Linked DNA regions of Zea mays: all the other regions are linked to region 4. Evidence: chromatin contacts called from public Hi-C data. All regions are on one chromosome and are shown on one strand. The core of a region is the stretch at or near the end of the contact, and the rest is flanking DNA. Distances in the headings are between cores, read along the strand shown.

The links. A called contact is a pair of places that touch in the nucleus more often than the background predicts.
Region 1: a Hi-C map of leaf shows a contact between it and region 4, with 6 times the contacts expected there. The contact joins the promoter of LOC100282376 here to the promoter of LOC100282675 in region 4. A contact is called at or near these places in 4 of 25 Hi-C or Micro-C datasets (ear, endosperm, leaf and 1 more).
Region 2: a Hi-C map of leaf shows a contact between it and region 4, with 6 times the contacts expected there. The contact joins the promoter of LOC100277968 here to the promoter of LOC100282675 in region 4. A contact is called at or near these places in 4 of 25 Hi-C or Micro-C datasets (bundle sheath, ear, leaf and 1 more).
Region 3: a contact with region 4 is called in a Hi-C map of tassel, with 2.3 times the contacts expected there. The contact joins the promoter of LOC103641195 here to the promoter of LOC100282675 in region 4. A contact is called at or near these places in 2 of 25 Hi-C or Micro-C datasets (ear and tassel).

The regions. Positions count from the first base shown.
Region 1 is chr10:71,250,632-71,253,985 of Zm-B73-REFERENCE-NAM-5.0, reverse strand. It overlaps LOC100282376 (apospory-associated protein C), which reads left to right and starts at 1,711. Exons shown (of 9, transcript NM_001155287.1): 1 at 1,711-2,027; 2 at 3,274-3,348. The coding sequence starts at 1,878.
Region 2 is chr10:70,878,336-70,881,897 of Zm-B73-REFERENCE-NAM-5.0, reverse strand. It overlaps LOC100277968, which reads right to left and starts at 1,485. Exons shown (of 2, transcript NM_001165542.2): 1 at 1,270-1,485. The coding sequence starts at 1,357.
Region 3 is chr10:71,296,873-71,300,491 of Zm-B73-REFERENCE-NAM-5.0, reverse strand. LOC103641195 (pentatricopeptide repeat-containing protein At4g30825, chloroplastic) reads right to left here and starts at 1,424. Exons shown (of 2, transcript XM_008664562.3): 1 at 692-1,424; 2 at 1-360. The coding sequence starts at 322.
Region 4 is chr10:71,078,017-71,081,533 of Zm-B73-REFERENCE-NAM-5.0, reverse strand. LOC100282675 (protein binding protein) reads right to left here and starts at 1,335. Exons shown (of 6, transcript NM_001412162.1): 1 at 1,163-1,335; 2 at 1-11.

The sequences.
Region 1 (3,354 bases), core at 462-2,961, 170 kb before region 4:
TGATTATTTCGCGCCCGGGTCTTGGTACCCCCGAAACCCGAGTGTGACAAGTAGTTAACGTGTGCAGTCCACATGGCATGGTCCGTGTAAGTAACCAATGCATTACCGAGGCAAGACCATTGACTCTCTGCGCCACACATTGGCAGCCCTCATCATGACTTCTACTATTCTTGCTACAGAGATAGGCAAAGGAGACAAGCGGAGGAGATAGTACGACACCGTCCATGTACTCCCCTTACGCACGTCGACATGTCAATCTACGCCACAGCCTACACCAGAGCCTTCACCCACACGTCGACAAGACAGGGCGAAGATAAATCTGGGCAAAAAATCGGCACAGTGACCAAGAGAAGATAGCTGCTCACCGCATCGATAGATCTCAACCCATTGTTGCATGTACCGCTCCATATTATTATTTTTCCTGGGCCCACCAATTGGGGCCTAGTGTCCATGTACGTGCCTCCCTTAGGCTATAAAAGGAAGGGCACATGAGCTACATGGGGTGGGGGACATCCTCACTCAAACTTCCTCGGAGACATCTCCATCGAGACCTAGGCTTTCTCAACCTCTCAACAATACAACTTAGTGGAGTAGGTATTACGCTCCGGTGGTCCGAACCACTCTAAATCTATATGTGTTCTTGAGCTCTTATAACTCTTTGTGCTTGGTAGGTGGATACGTTAAAGGTCAAGTTGGGCATGATGAAGCTAATAATTAGCTAACTAGTTAGTTGACTAAAAAATTGCTAGTGGAATTAGCTAGCTAACTATTAACTAATTTACTAAAAATAGTTAATTGTTGAACTATTAGATAAGGTGTTTGAATGTCCCAACTAATTTTAGGTAGTGTTTGGTTGAGGAGCCAAGTAGAACGGAGCCGTTCCATCCCTTATCTAGGAACGGAGCCGCTCTGTTCTGTGTTTGGTAATCTGGAACGGAGCGGTTCTGTTTTTTTGTTTGGTTGCAGAGTGAACGGAACGGAGCGTGACTGTGAGAGTGAGATTGGAACGGAGCGGCTCCGTTCCATTGATTTTTTGGAGCGGAATGGTTCCGGATCTGAGGAGAATATTCCCTAATTGGAGTCATTCCATTCTAGTTACTTTGTAACCAAACAACAACAAAACTAGGACAGAACGGTTCCGTTCTACTTGACTCTTCAACCAAACACTACCTTAGTCACTAACTATTAGCTCTAGTGCATCCAACACCCCCTAAATTCATTTATTATGAGTATTTTTATGTGGATGGTCCATTAAAACTTTCAAGTGTCGCTTAGTCACCCAATCAATAATATAAAATATAGTTGGATACCGTCGCAACGCACGAGTATTAGACTATGCAGTATTAAGGGAGTGTTTGAATGCACTAGAGATAATAGTTAGTTGACTATAAATTGCTATTAAAATTAGCTAACTACTTATTACCGGCTAAAAGTAGCTAATAGCTGAAATATTATCTAGACTGTTTGGATGTCTCGACTAATTTAGTTCTAGTAAATTCAAACATCCCTAATAATATTATAATTTATAATTTAGTATACAGACATTTTAGATTATTTTAGATAAGTTTTGAAACACGTCAAAGTATATAATATCACAATATTACTCGGTAAAACTTTGTTCCCAAACACCTTGTCTACGGATACCGCCGGATTCTGCCGAATTCAAGAACCGGAACACAGCATCGGCACCTTCCTTCTTCTCCGTCGCGTCCCTTATAAATATCCTCGACCCTTTCCCATTTCCTCTCCCATTTATTTCCTCCGCTTCAGCTCCCATTCTCCGCCAAATAAACCCCCGAAAAGCAGGAGAGGCGAGACCCGGAAGTGGAAGGCTAGGGTTAGGGTCCCAGCTCCCCGTTGCCTGGGCGAGCCGAGTGATGGCCGCCCCTGCCCCCTCCGGCGCAGCTAGTGCCGCCGCCTCACCGTCCCCGCTGATGCAGCTGCCGTCGCCGTTCGCGGAGCTCGTCAAGGGCCCCTCCGGCCTCGAGAAGGTCGTGCTTCGCGGCGCTCGCAACTGCTGTGCCGAGGTACACGTTTTCGGCCTCGCTCACCCACTTCCTCCGATACCTCTCGTCGTTTGTATGGTTGTGCATACGACTGCAGTGTGCTTGGGCGCGTGCGGCGCAGGGCCGCGATTCGTTTCTATTTTGGCGCAGTTGGCGCAGATCCGGTGGGAATTCTGCTGATCCGCGGGGGGTTTGGCGGGAATTGATGAGGTTTTTAGTGTCCCGGACCTGTTTGGATCCTTATTAGTGCATTGCATGATCCGCGTGTTGGGGACATGGAATTCGAGGGTTTTTAGTTTTCACGCCAAGGTTTGAACCTTCCAAATATGCTTTAGGAAGCAGTATAGCGCTGGGAGGATGTGTGGTTAGTGTTTCACAGCAACCGCTAGGATTATTTATCCAACGTTTGGGTGCTGCAATACAGTGTTAAGTATTAGGAAGGTACAACTGAAGGACGTTTTAGTGGCAACACTGGATTTTATAGACTTGTAGGGGCAATTACAATTTGTTCGTATGTTGTAGTTACATTATGGGCGAAAATATTCATATATGTTGTTATTTATATCAACAAAATGATCTATCTGAATAAAATGGTTTCTTCTTAGTTGGTTTAGCTTTTTTATATGTATGAGGTGTGCATAGTTAAATCTTTTCAACCCTGTAAAATCCGCATTATAGATAAGTTGAAACGACGGTTCTGTGACTTGTTGATAGTATTTACATTCTTTTGGGTCTATCTTAAAAAGTCACTAGTATAATACCCGTGCGTTGCAACGACACAAGAACAAATATTACACTTTATCTTAGCCGAAAGGTCTAGAAAGTATGCGTTGAAAAGGAGCCTAATCCCTTTTTTATAGCTCGCTCGGTCGCTTGTTCTTTTTTAGTTAATGGAGTGGTACTATGTGGGAGCGCTACGGTGCGTGCACCGTGCAGTTTCTTGTCATGTTGGGCTTGGATGGTTTATAACGACCCATTTGCGGCGTAACGACCCACTATTGGAGACTTGGGTGGGTTTTACAACCTATCTATAGAGGGCCCACTGACAGGGAGAGTAGAATAGACCTACACGCTTCGCGTGTGACGCAGGATGACCATCGAAACTGATGCTTTAGAAGTAGAGATAATAGAATAGTGAGTACTATAGCCATTGAGTACAACATGCGACTAGTGTTATACTACCATGTCCTATGTATTTATTCTTATCATGCTTTGTTTACAATTTGGTTGTAGTATAACTAGATAATAAATTCTGTACTGTTTTTAGATTTATCTTTATGGAGGTCAAGTAACATCATGGAAGAATGACAATGGGGAAGACTTGCTTTTCCTCAGCAGCAAGGTACAT
Region 2 (3,562 bases), core at 236-2,735, 200 kb after region 4:
GCTTATCCGTTTGGTTTTAATCAGTTTTTATTGTTTTTACGGTATTTTATCTCTATAAATTATATAAATTATAGTTGTAGTAGTTCGAACAACTGGATTTAATCTGGAGCTCAGTTTGGTTGGTTTCCAAAGGATGGGTCCATCTAGAATTTCTCATAGTATCTCGCTCGGGGCAGGATGTGGATTGTGGACAGAATTATGGTAAATCTTTCAAGCTTACACAGTTCCGGTGCTCCAATGGTGTGGTACGTATCTAAAGGCACAAGATATTTAAGCCAGCACATGGACCGATGGCGACATTCAACGCAAAGGCAGCGGCGGCCATGGTCCACCTGTGTGTGGCGCTAGAGGTCAATGGTAGCAGGGCTTATATGTCAAGGCAGCATCATGCGGCGTGTGTATGTGGGCCTGTGGGGACAGGGGAGGGTACGCCCCGCGTGCCTCGTGGTGAGGCCACGCGGCGCGGCGGCCATTCAAGTCGATATCGTCCAGATTTCGTGCTGCTGCTAAGCAACAAGATCCCGGGGACAGGGAGGGGATTGCCGTGCCGTCCTCTGTTCTGTTGCCCTGCAATTGAGAGCGCCAGTGCCCTGCAGGCCCCTGTTTTATGGCCTCCTCTGTACTCTGTAGTACCCATCACCAATAACCCCTTCGGTTGTTTTTAATACTCCTAAGTAATAGTAACGTGTAATAAACTCTATTACGACGCGACAGTCGCACGGAGCTCGGGGCGCGCGACCCAGCGGTCGGTCCATTGCCAGGGGCAGAGGGCCTCGGGCGGCGGCCGGACCGGCGGCGGCGGTGGGTTGAGGAGCGGAGAGCGAGGCGATCGGGAGCGCTGCCGAGCCGACGGAGGAAGACATCCGGTTGGGCGGGCGGGCAGAGTGCTCGACGTCTTGCTCCTCCGGTCGAGGTTAGGGGAGGACAAACGGCGTGACATTGGCCGATTTTCAAGGAGAACAGCATGGGTCCTACTAACGGCGACAGAGCTGTAAAAACTGAATCGCTGAAAGGGAATTCTAGAGACGAGCACGCTCTAATTCTCGAACCATGCGTGTATATGTTTGGTGGAGATGAAACCCCTGTTTCGATGAAGAGAATAAGAACAGGGTTTAAAACCAGCCCACCCACCCCCAAACAGAAACAGAACAGACACGCGATTCCAGAGCAGGACGATCTCGCCCCGATCCTCTTCACGACCACGCATACGCAGCAGAACGAAACGACAGGGGGGGTTAGGCAAGAGGAGGGGGCACGGTAATAACTGACCAGGCTTACGCGCGCGGAGCCGCGCGGCGAGGGCGGCCCAGGCGCGGCGCGCGCAGGGCACCACCTTCCTCCGCCACCACGCCGCCATCAGCGTCGACGCCCTCGCGGCCAGGCTCCTCTCCTCGCTCGCGGTGCGGGGTGAATCGTCTGCGAGGACCGAGGAGGAGTCGCAGTTTCCGCAGGCACCAGTGCGCAGGCAAGGCGGTTTTATCCGGTGGGTTTCGTTCGTTGCGGTCGGCGGGGTGTGTGGGGCAGGGTTAGGCACTTAGGCCGGCCGCTGCGGCCTGCGGGCTGTGGGGCCTGTGGCCTCCCTCGCGACGCTTGCGACCTGCCGGGTTTCCAGGTGCACGTGGTTGGCGCCTGCCGCCGTCGCGCCGACACGTACACGCTGGGGAGTGGGCGCAGCTAGTTTCCTTCGCTCCTCCCAAAATATCTCTCTCTATCACCACCACCACCACTGATGAGCGATCTGATGCTGTCCGTCCCAAATTATCTTCATGGGCGAAACCTGCTTTTCATCCGATGGCTGGCAAATGTTCTCAGGTTCATAGAGCCGAGTCCATAGACGTCATGATCCTTTGTGTCTCTACTACTTTTTTTTATTTTTACATGGACGGATAGGCGCCATGTTTACTGACCCACGCATCTGAAATTTTCACCGTGTGTACAAATGGTGTTGTAAGGACAGCTTCAATGCTCACTTATTTCTTTTCTTTATTATTAAAGCAGGAAGGAAACGGGGCATGATAGACCATCCACGTCAGTCGAATTATCTTAGGCCCTGTTTGTTTGAGATTATAATCTATATAGATTATATAATCCAATGTAAATAAGCTAGTGAGGAAACAAACAAGCAACTTATCTGATAAGATTATATAATCTAGCACTTGAGATTATGATAATCCTATAAGCTCATCAAAGGGTGCTTATTTCAGCTTATTTTTTATGAAAGACCCACTACCCATGGCAAGTTGATTAAAATTACTTCCAATTGCCATCCACCTATCCATAAGCGTTCTCACCCACCAGACAATTAAAACAATCAAGGGTATTATTATATTTGTATGCATATGAATAATAAGCCGAGTCCAAATAATCTGAGCTAACAAACAGCAGCACCTAGCTTATTTAATCCAGAGCAAATAATCCAGATTATATAATCTAAATTATATTATAGATTATATAATCTATAAGTTGAAACAAACAGGGCCTTAGTCGTTCAATCGTTGGTTCCCATGCTCTCTCGTGCGCCCATGTGTCTTATCTGGAGGCTTCTAGGTGACACTTCGTTCCTCCTCACATCCTCTCTCTCTCTTCATCCTGCGTCTCATGCGACTCACGCTCCCTCCCTCCCTCCCCAAGCATCCCTGCCCACCCACGGCTCCGGCGACAGCGGTTGCTGCTTTGGACTCCGGATCCGGCCGCCATCGCTGCAACGGTCCAGGTAAGCGGCTAATCTGCTCTGTTGTGCCCTGCTCTGCTCCTAGTCCTAGCGACGCAAGGGTTTTGGTTCAGTTTTTTTCCCTAGGGAAAAGCGAAGTGCATGAAATACAAAGATTTGGTTTGGGATTTTTTGGGCACTTCTAGTGTGTGTCATGGCATTGGAACGGAGTAAAAAGCGAGGGTTTGGTTTGGTATTTTTGGAGCACTCCTGACTTAGTGTATGTGTGGTGGTATTTTATTTCAATATCAATCCATTTGGTCCCCTATTTTCTCATGTCAGCTAAACATTTTCTCACATGGAAAAATAGGCACAAAAAATGTTACCTTCCTTGAATCGATGTTGTTTGCTTTGGTATTCGTCCGGCGCAGTTTCTAGATCTGGGCTCCGCTGGCTTCAACTCGAGATCGACTGGGAAGATCCTCTGCTGCGTTGTCTTGTCTGTGCTCATCCCTATACTGTGTAAATATGAAACAACACGTAGTGTGACATTTTTAGCTTTAAGTTTCCAGCTTGGTTTGGGATTTTTTTAGTGCACACGACGGATCCATGTATTGTGTAATATGGAATAACACGTAGTGTGACTTTTAAGCTTTTAGTTTCTGGCTTGGTTTGGGAATTTTTAAATACACAATGGTGGCTGCTGCTCTTTCCCTTCTCCTCCTCACCCTAAACCCTAATCCTATGAGGCCCTTGCAGACATTTGTTGTGAAATACTAAAAATATTTTCTTAGCTAAAGTTACAGTTCTACACTATCATTACGTTAGCCTAATTTTCCTTTTAATTATTTTGTAAATAGATATACTGTTTATAGGTTATAATTCTATACACACTTTAAACTGTCATCTATC
Region 3 (3,619 bases), core at 175-2,674, 220 kb before region 4:
CTAATGACATTTTGCTGCTGAAACTTACATCTTCAGATGGAAGAGATGAACACAGCATAGACACCCTGACACCACTATCGTCGAAAGAGCAGACCACACCATTCTTCAAGCATGCCCTGTGACAGTTCTTCCTCCCAGCACCAACATATCCAACACCATGGCTTGTGACGGCTGCGCTGCCTGCACACCAGTGGTCACCCACCGGCAACATCCAGGAACTAAACCCGACCAAATCCAGCCCCACATGGACTGGGTTGCTAGCAAGATTGCGCCTTCTGAGTTCGGGAGGACCAGCTGAGGTTTGAATCCTCAGAGCAGCCATTCTGATTCACAAATGGCATGAGTTTCAACCAAGGAGTCCTGCACATTATAGCAAAACAAAGATTAATCCAGCGATCTCAACTCTCTGCTACCAAGTACCAGCCCAGCGGAGGACGGAAAAGGAGGGCCGCGCCACCTCTCGAGGGTACAAGGCCTCAACGGGCTATCTGCGCGCCCCAACGCAACAACGCCGGCGATGAGGCTGCTGACGATGAGTCGCATCAGACCGGCGGTGCAACAGTAAACAGAGGGCGCCGCCCAGCTCTAGGCCACTCACCGGCAGTGCCTAATTTGAAATCGCTTGGCAGATACGCAGAACGGCAGAAGGGGAGACCAAGAGGGGAGGGGAGGGGATGGAAACCGTGCTGACCTGCGGATTCGAGGACAAGGTCGGCGACGAGGAACAGGAGCGCCTTGTACATGCGCCGGACCACTGACTGCCGCCTTCCCTTCATCACAAGGTGCGCCGAGCCCCCCGAGCCAGTGACGTAGCGCACCAGCAGCAGCCACCGGCTAGACGCCAGTGGAGGAGGTGGGAGTGGTCTCGCTTGGGGGTGACTGCGGGAGGGGACGACTTCAGCTCCCGTGGTGGCTCTGCGAGAGGATTCAGCTGTGACTGTGAGAGCGGCCGAGCGATGAGATTTGATGACGCGGCCGCCGCGTGAGGCGTGAAAGTGACGTCGGAGATCGACTGTGGACTGTGGAGTGGCGTGCTAGACTGCTATCCGGCGCTTTGAACAGGTTTGCGATTTGGGTGGTGCGGCAGACGATAGGGGATGGATGGTCCAGATTACCCACATGCCAGGTAGGCAACGAAAATGCTGCTGGACAAATCTCTTCCATTCGCTACAGAAACCTGCTCATATAGGATATCCACATACATACTACTCTAAATTTCAACTCTAAAAAAATATTTCATCTTTGCCAACAAAATTGTTTACCATATACCACAATCATCTGCAGTCATGTTTATTCTATATCTCAACTCTATACCAACTACTATATTGTTGGAACCCGCCTTTCTAGGTAAGTTGATCCAACGGAAAAGTGAAAAGTGTGTTTGCAAAGTTTAGCACGGAATGTCAAAAGCTTCGTTAATCTCCTCCGTGCCTGGGCACTGTCCGGGGGTATTTATAGGTACTCGAGGGGTCGTCTGTCCATGTCAAAGACGTTTAGACCCTCGAGTACCTGGTTTATCCCTAGAATATTCCCACGAGGGGAGGTTACAGATAGTCATTAAGGTAAACCTTATTACAGACACGACCCTTATCACACTTGTCCTCGCGGGGCCCATCACTTTGGGCCGAATCACACATGCCCCCCGGTGGTGAGGGAGCGGGAGGTCCGTAGATATCGGTAGGGCCTTCGTCTTGCAACACGAGAGCGAAGGGGGTCGCGCAGGCCTCCATCCGGTCGGCACCCTCGGCTTGTTCTGGTGTGTTCTGTGGATTTAGCCTTCGTGTGCGCAATGAGAGGACGAAGTCGTATAGCGAAGGGTGGCGTATTCGCCTTCGCCCCAACATTTGCCCTCCGAGGGACCAGTTCGACTAAGTCAGCTGGTGCCGAAGACCGCCGTTAGATGGTGAAGACGTTGCCCTCGCTCGAAGTGGTACCGCGGGGGTTTTTGAAATGTGACCGTTGATGGATGTGTTACTGTTGGACTGCATGCTTCTCGAGGCGTCGCGCCTAAAAAAGCCGACCGCGGCCGGGCCTGTTTCCGGCTTGCGTTTGCGCAGTAGAAACCCTAGCTTTTGTAAACTCGTCTGTCCTCCTTGCTCTCCTGCTTCAGAAATCTGGCCCGCATCAAGCAGACCGCGCGCCGCTGCCGACGGTACGTTGCAATGTCTTCTTCTTCGTCTGCTACGAGTGCGCCGCCTACCATGTCGTCGTCCAAGGAGTCTTTGAGCGATTTGGCGGTGATGGAGTTGCAGCCTGGCAATACTGTGGAGTTCGGTACGTCAAGGATTTCCTTGGTCCGCGTGCTGGAGATGCAGCGACTTGGTTACTTTGGTGACGGCGTCAGGCGGGCACCGGGTGCAGAGGAGATCCCCGAGCCTGAAGGCGAGTTGGTTGTTTTAGGACTTTTTTGTCGACGGTCTTCGCCTCCCGGCACATCAATTCGTGGTGGAGGTGTTGCGAAGGTTCGAAGTGCAGGTCCACCAGTTGACGCCTAACGTCGTGGTTGCGTTGGCGAAGTATGTTTGGGCGGTTACTTTCTACGGCGGGCAGCCGTCTGTGGAGGTCTTCACCAAGAATTATTGCCTGCATTGGCAGAAAAGAAAAATAGGAAATAAGATAGCACAATTTGGATCGTGCACCTTCACGCTGAGGACTGGGAAGACTTCGGCTGAAGTCGTGGAGATAGTCCCTTGTGCTAGGAACAAATGGGGCAACTAGTGGGATTTTTGGTTCTATATGGCTCCTGGTGATATCAAAGACCTGCCTGGCCTCTCTCCGGCCATTCTGTGCTCACACTACTATGTGGCGTTCCCTCGATTCGAGGTGGCGGAGGAAGACGAGGACGAAGGGGCCCTTCGATATGCTGCCCGCTTGAGTAGCGGGCACGACTTGGTTGAGGAATTTATCGGCTATGGAGTGTGGCCCTTGGCACAAGGTTGGGTACTGGGCGACGTGTGCCACCGTCGGATGCCAACCCTGGGCGACCAGTTGGTGCGAAGTCCTGCCTTTGTGGTGGATTTACGCGGTCGGAACCCGACCGCATTTGTGTGTGAAGTGGAGGTCGAGGCCACGAAGATTGTAGGAAAGTATGTGCCGAAGACGGAGGCCATGAGGAGTTGGGATATCCGCGGTTCAAATGTTAGGTTGAACTGTGTTTTTTAGTTGAATTGTTTGCCATATGCCGGCTACCCGGGGGACGACGATGCCGATGCTGCTGTCCGCCGGGGAAAAAAAGGTGGTGACAACGGGCGACGAGGGCCCTTTGCGGGGAACAGCGCCGATCGCGGCCGCCAAGAAGAGGAAATTAGGTACAGCAGCTGAGGGGTCGAGGGCTTCCGATCGTTTTGCTGCGGATTTGTTGGAGACCTACGGGTTCCTGGGGAGACGATGTCTTCGCCCGAGCTCCGGGAATCTTCCGCGCGAATGCTGAAGGTTACCAGGGGTCGCTGGCCTAGGAATGTTCTGATTCCCCGGGCGACCGGCGAGGACATGTTTACATCGCAATTAGCTCGTGAGATAAAAAATTTTCCTTACGGACGGAATGTTGCTACTGTTGTATCGGTAGTGATGGAGAAGGATTGTCAAGACGCGTCGTGGAAACGCCAGGCGTTCGGTAGGG
Region 4 (3,517 bases), core at 86-2,585:
GACGTTGACGCCTGCGTGTGTACAAATGGGCAAATCAATGGCATATTCAAAAGTAACACCCAGTTAGGTAAATCCTATATGAATAACTCTACACATGAATTAGGTATTGAGGTGCTTCCCACAACCGTAAAGCGTATGGGAGGATGAAAAACCAACAGAAATAAAGTTACTGGTAGCCTGGTGCCCCTACCTCCCTTTCTAGTTGACATTATTGCCTTTGGCTGAAAGGTGAATCCACTTATACACCCACTAGCACGCCAAGCATTGTAGATGAACAATTGAAACGTGACCCGTAGACTATGTGATACATCTAAAGTTCTAAACTACGACGAAGATGCAGAAAAAGCAGAGAAAATCTAAATAGTAGTTGCCACAGCATATAGGGTACACAAACTGACAGAAATTTAGTACTCATAGGAGAAGAAGCCAAAAAAATTCTCAAACTGTCCACCTGGCCCCAATTCTGGGAAATAGTTCTTCAGAAAAAAAATGGGATTGCTAGATAAGAATCGAAATTGAGGACCTCTTGTTCTGGCGTCAAGGAGAACGCTATAATCGGGCCGATTTTCCTCCGCCGATCGCAAAGTTTATATGTGGCCGAAGAGTCAAATAAAGCGGGCAGCAGAAAGGACCGATGAATGATCGAAATGCCCGCTGCTGTTTTGGCATCAACCAATCCTCCAAGGATCGCCGGGTCGACGGTGACAGATTGATTATTGATAATAATATGATCCTACATTACAGAGGACGGCCGAGGCTAGAGAACGATCCTAGCTCCGTCTAACAGATGGAACAAGGAGAAAAAGACAACCAAACAAATTCGGCCGCGATAGTCGATCGCCTAAAACAAAGGGAACCCCTCCTCGTCTAAGTAATAATCAGAGGAATATGGAATCAGTTTGTTCGCATCGCCGACCCCCAATATGAGAATTGAGGTACAAAAGAGGCATCAGAGATCAATCAATCGGCTCGCAATCCAATTACGCAAACCCCACCCACAACGGCAACAGGACATACGGACGGCCTAACGGGTTCCGCGAGGCTGATTCAACGTAAGAAGAGAGAACAATCGGCGGTCAAATAAAGCAGCGTCCGTCCGTCCCTCATCGACCTCCAATAACGACGAGTGAGAGCGGAGGAGGAAGGAGAGAAATATCCGAACCTTCTCCGTCGCGCCGGGCCTTTCCTCCTCGTCTCTCTCCGCCGTCCTCGGTGAGGAGAGAAACGAAGGAATTCGATCCAATCTAGAGAGGCGTCTTCCTTCCCGCCATTGCAGGGAAGGGAACAAGCCAAATAGGCCTAGGGAAGGTGGGGTCGCGGCGGCGGCGGCGGCGCCAAGTGCTGACTGGGCTCCATGGGACACCCACTGACGGTGGGACCCTACGCGGCCCCGTCGCATACTTGGTTTGTGGCGCGGACGGTGTGCCTGCCACGTCATGTCAAACGAAGCCATAGTGCTGTGTAAGTCGTCCGCATTTTCGCCGTCTATCTAGCATCTACCAATTAGTTTTCATCCGTGGAAATATAGGCATGTTTGTTTCCAGATTATCGAGCTTAAATAATTTAGATGGAAAACAACCTAATTAATTATTATGTCAAATTATGTAGTCTGAAAACAAATCCTGAAATTAATATCAGAGCTCGATATTTAAAACAGATATTACATTTAATAAATGTTAACATTTCAAGCTTCATAAATCAAAAAAAATCAAAGAACGTGAAACCATGGAGGGTTGATACCTCGTCTTCATGATTAGACATGAGGCTGGTCAAATTAGACCGAATGGTTTTTATATAATTAGGAGCAGATGGCCAAATCAATGTGGATCTTTTCGTGCATGTAAATGTTTTTATCATGCCTATAAACAAGTCGTGCTTGTGCCTGCCCATGGGCCACGACCTCCACCAAAGCCGCCTCAATACATCGGACAGGGCTGGTCCGGCCCAAAATTATTTTAGATCATACTGTGCTTTTTTCGCGCTTCAGACCAGCCCACTAGGCCTGGTCTAAATGTACTCTATCCCTAAAGACATATCGAGCAATGAAGGGAACTTTTTGTGTCTCCAAGTGATGTGATCAAAGGTAAGCACGACCTAAATCCATCCTAGTCTAGTGTTATGCAGGCTTGGCAGGCATGGTCCTGTGTTAGAGATGTGCTTGGGTCACACGCTATCGAGCACCAGATTTGGTACCTGTACTACCGAATGGTCTGGCCGTATGGGCCAGACAGTCCATGTGATAGTTCGTCTCTCTATTGTGATTGTCCTAATGAATCTCAGGAGAAGTTGTTGGAAATAGCCTAAGAACGGATTCAGACCTTCTCCTATATATATGAAGGGGCACGATCGATTGAAACATACAACAATCGATCTATCAAACCAATATTACCTTATGCATTAGATCTAGGAGTAGTTTAGCCTTAGTTGTACTTTTCGAACCTTAATCTTCACAGAACGCCGGACCCAAGCACTCAGAGACAAAGACAGAGCATGAGAGACTGACACGACGACTGGTGGGAACTGTAGCTTCTCGTTATGCATGTCCCATCCCACTACAGGACGGGGTATTTATAGGCCCGTCCGGGGGTAGGTGGTCCAAAGTTCGGTCCTACCCCCGGCCACCAAACTAGTTAGTCCAATTATTTGTGTTGGGCATTCAACCACCAAAATCAATTAGGAAAAGGTTTAAGCCCTATTTCCCTTTCAATCTCCCCCTTTTTGGTGATTGATGCCAACACAAACCAAAGCAAATGTATAAGTGAAGAATTGAACTAGTTTGCATAGGGTAAGTGCAAAGGTTACTTGGAATTAAACCAATATTTAATTTCTACTAGATATGCATGGTTGGTTTCTTTTATTTAACATTTTGGACCACATTTGCACCACTTGTTTTGTTTTTGAAAATTCTTTTGGAAAATCTTTTCAAAGACTTTTTGCAAATAGTCAAAGGTATGTAAATAAGATTTCGAGAAGCATTTTCAAGATTTTGAAATTTTCTCCCCTGTTTCAAATGCTTTTCCTTTGACTAAAATGGAACTCCCCCTGAATGAAATTCTCCTCTTAGATTTCAAGAGGGTTTTACTAATTTTTGTAAATACCAATTGAAAAAGATCATTCATCTAGATACCAATTTGAATTTTTTTTGAAAATTTTGATATTGGTGGTGGTGCGGTCCTTTTGCTTTGGGCTTAATATTTCTCCCCCTTTGACATTAATCGCCAAAAACGGAGTCTTTTGAGAGCCCTTTTTACTTTCTCCCCATTGGTATGAGTAATAAGAGTGAAGATTATACCAATTGAGAGTGATGTGGAGTGATGGCGAAGGGTAAATGATACCGATAGAGTAGAGTGGAAGCCTTGTCTTCGCCAAAGACTCCATTTCCCTTTCAATCTATGACTTAGCATAGAAGTACACTTGAAAACACATTAGTCATAGACATAAAAGAGATATGATCAAAATTATATAAATAAGCTATGTGTGCAATGTTTCAATCAAAATTCCGAGAATCAAGAATGTT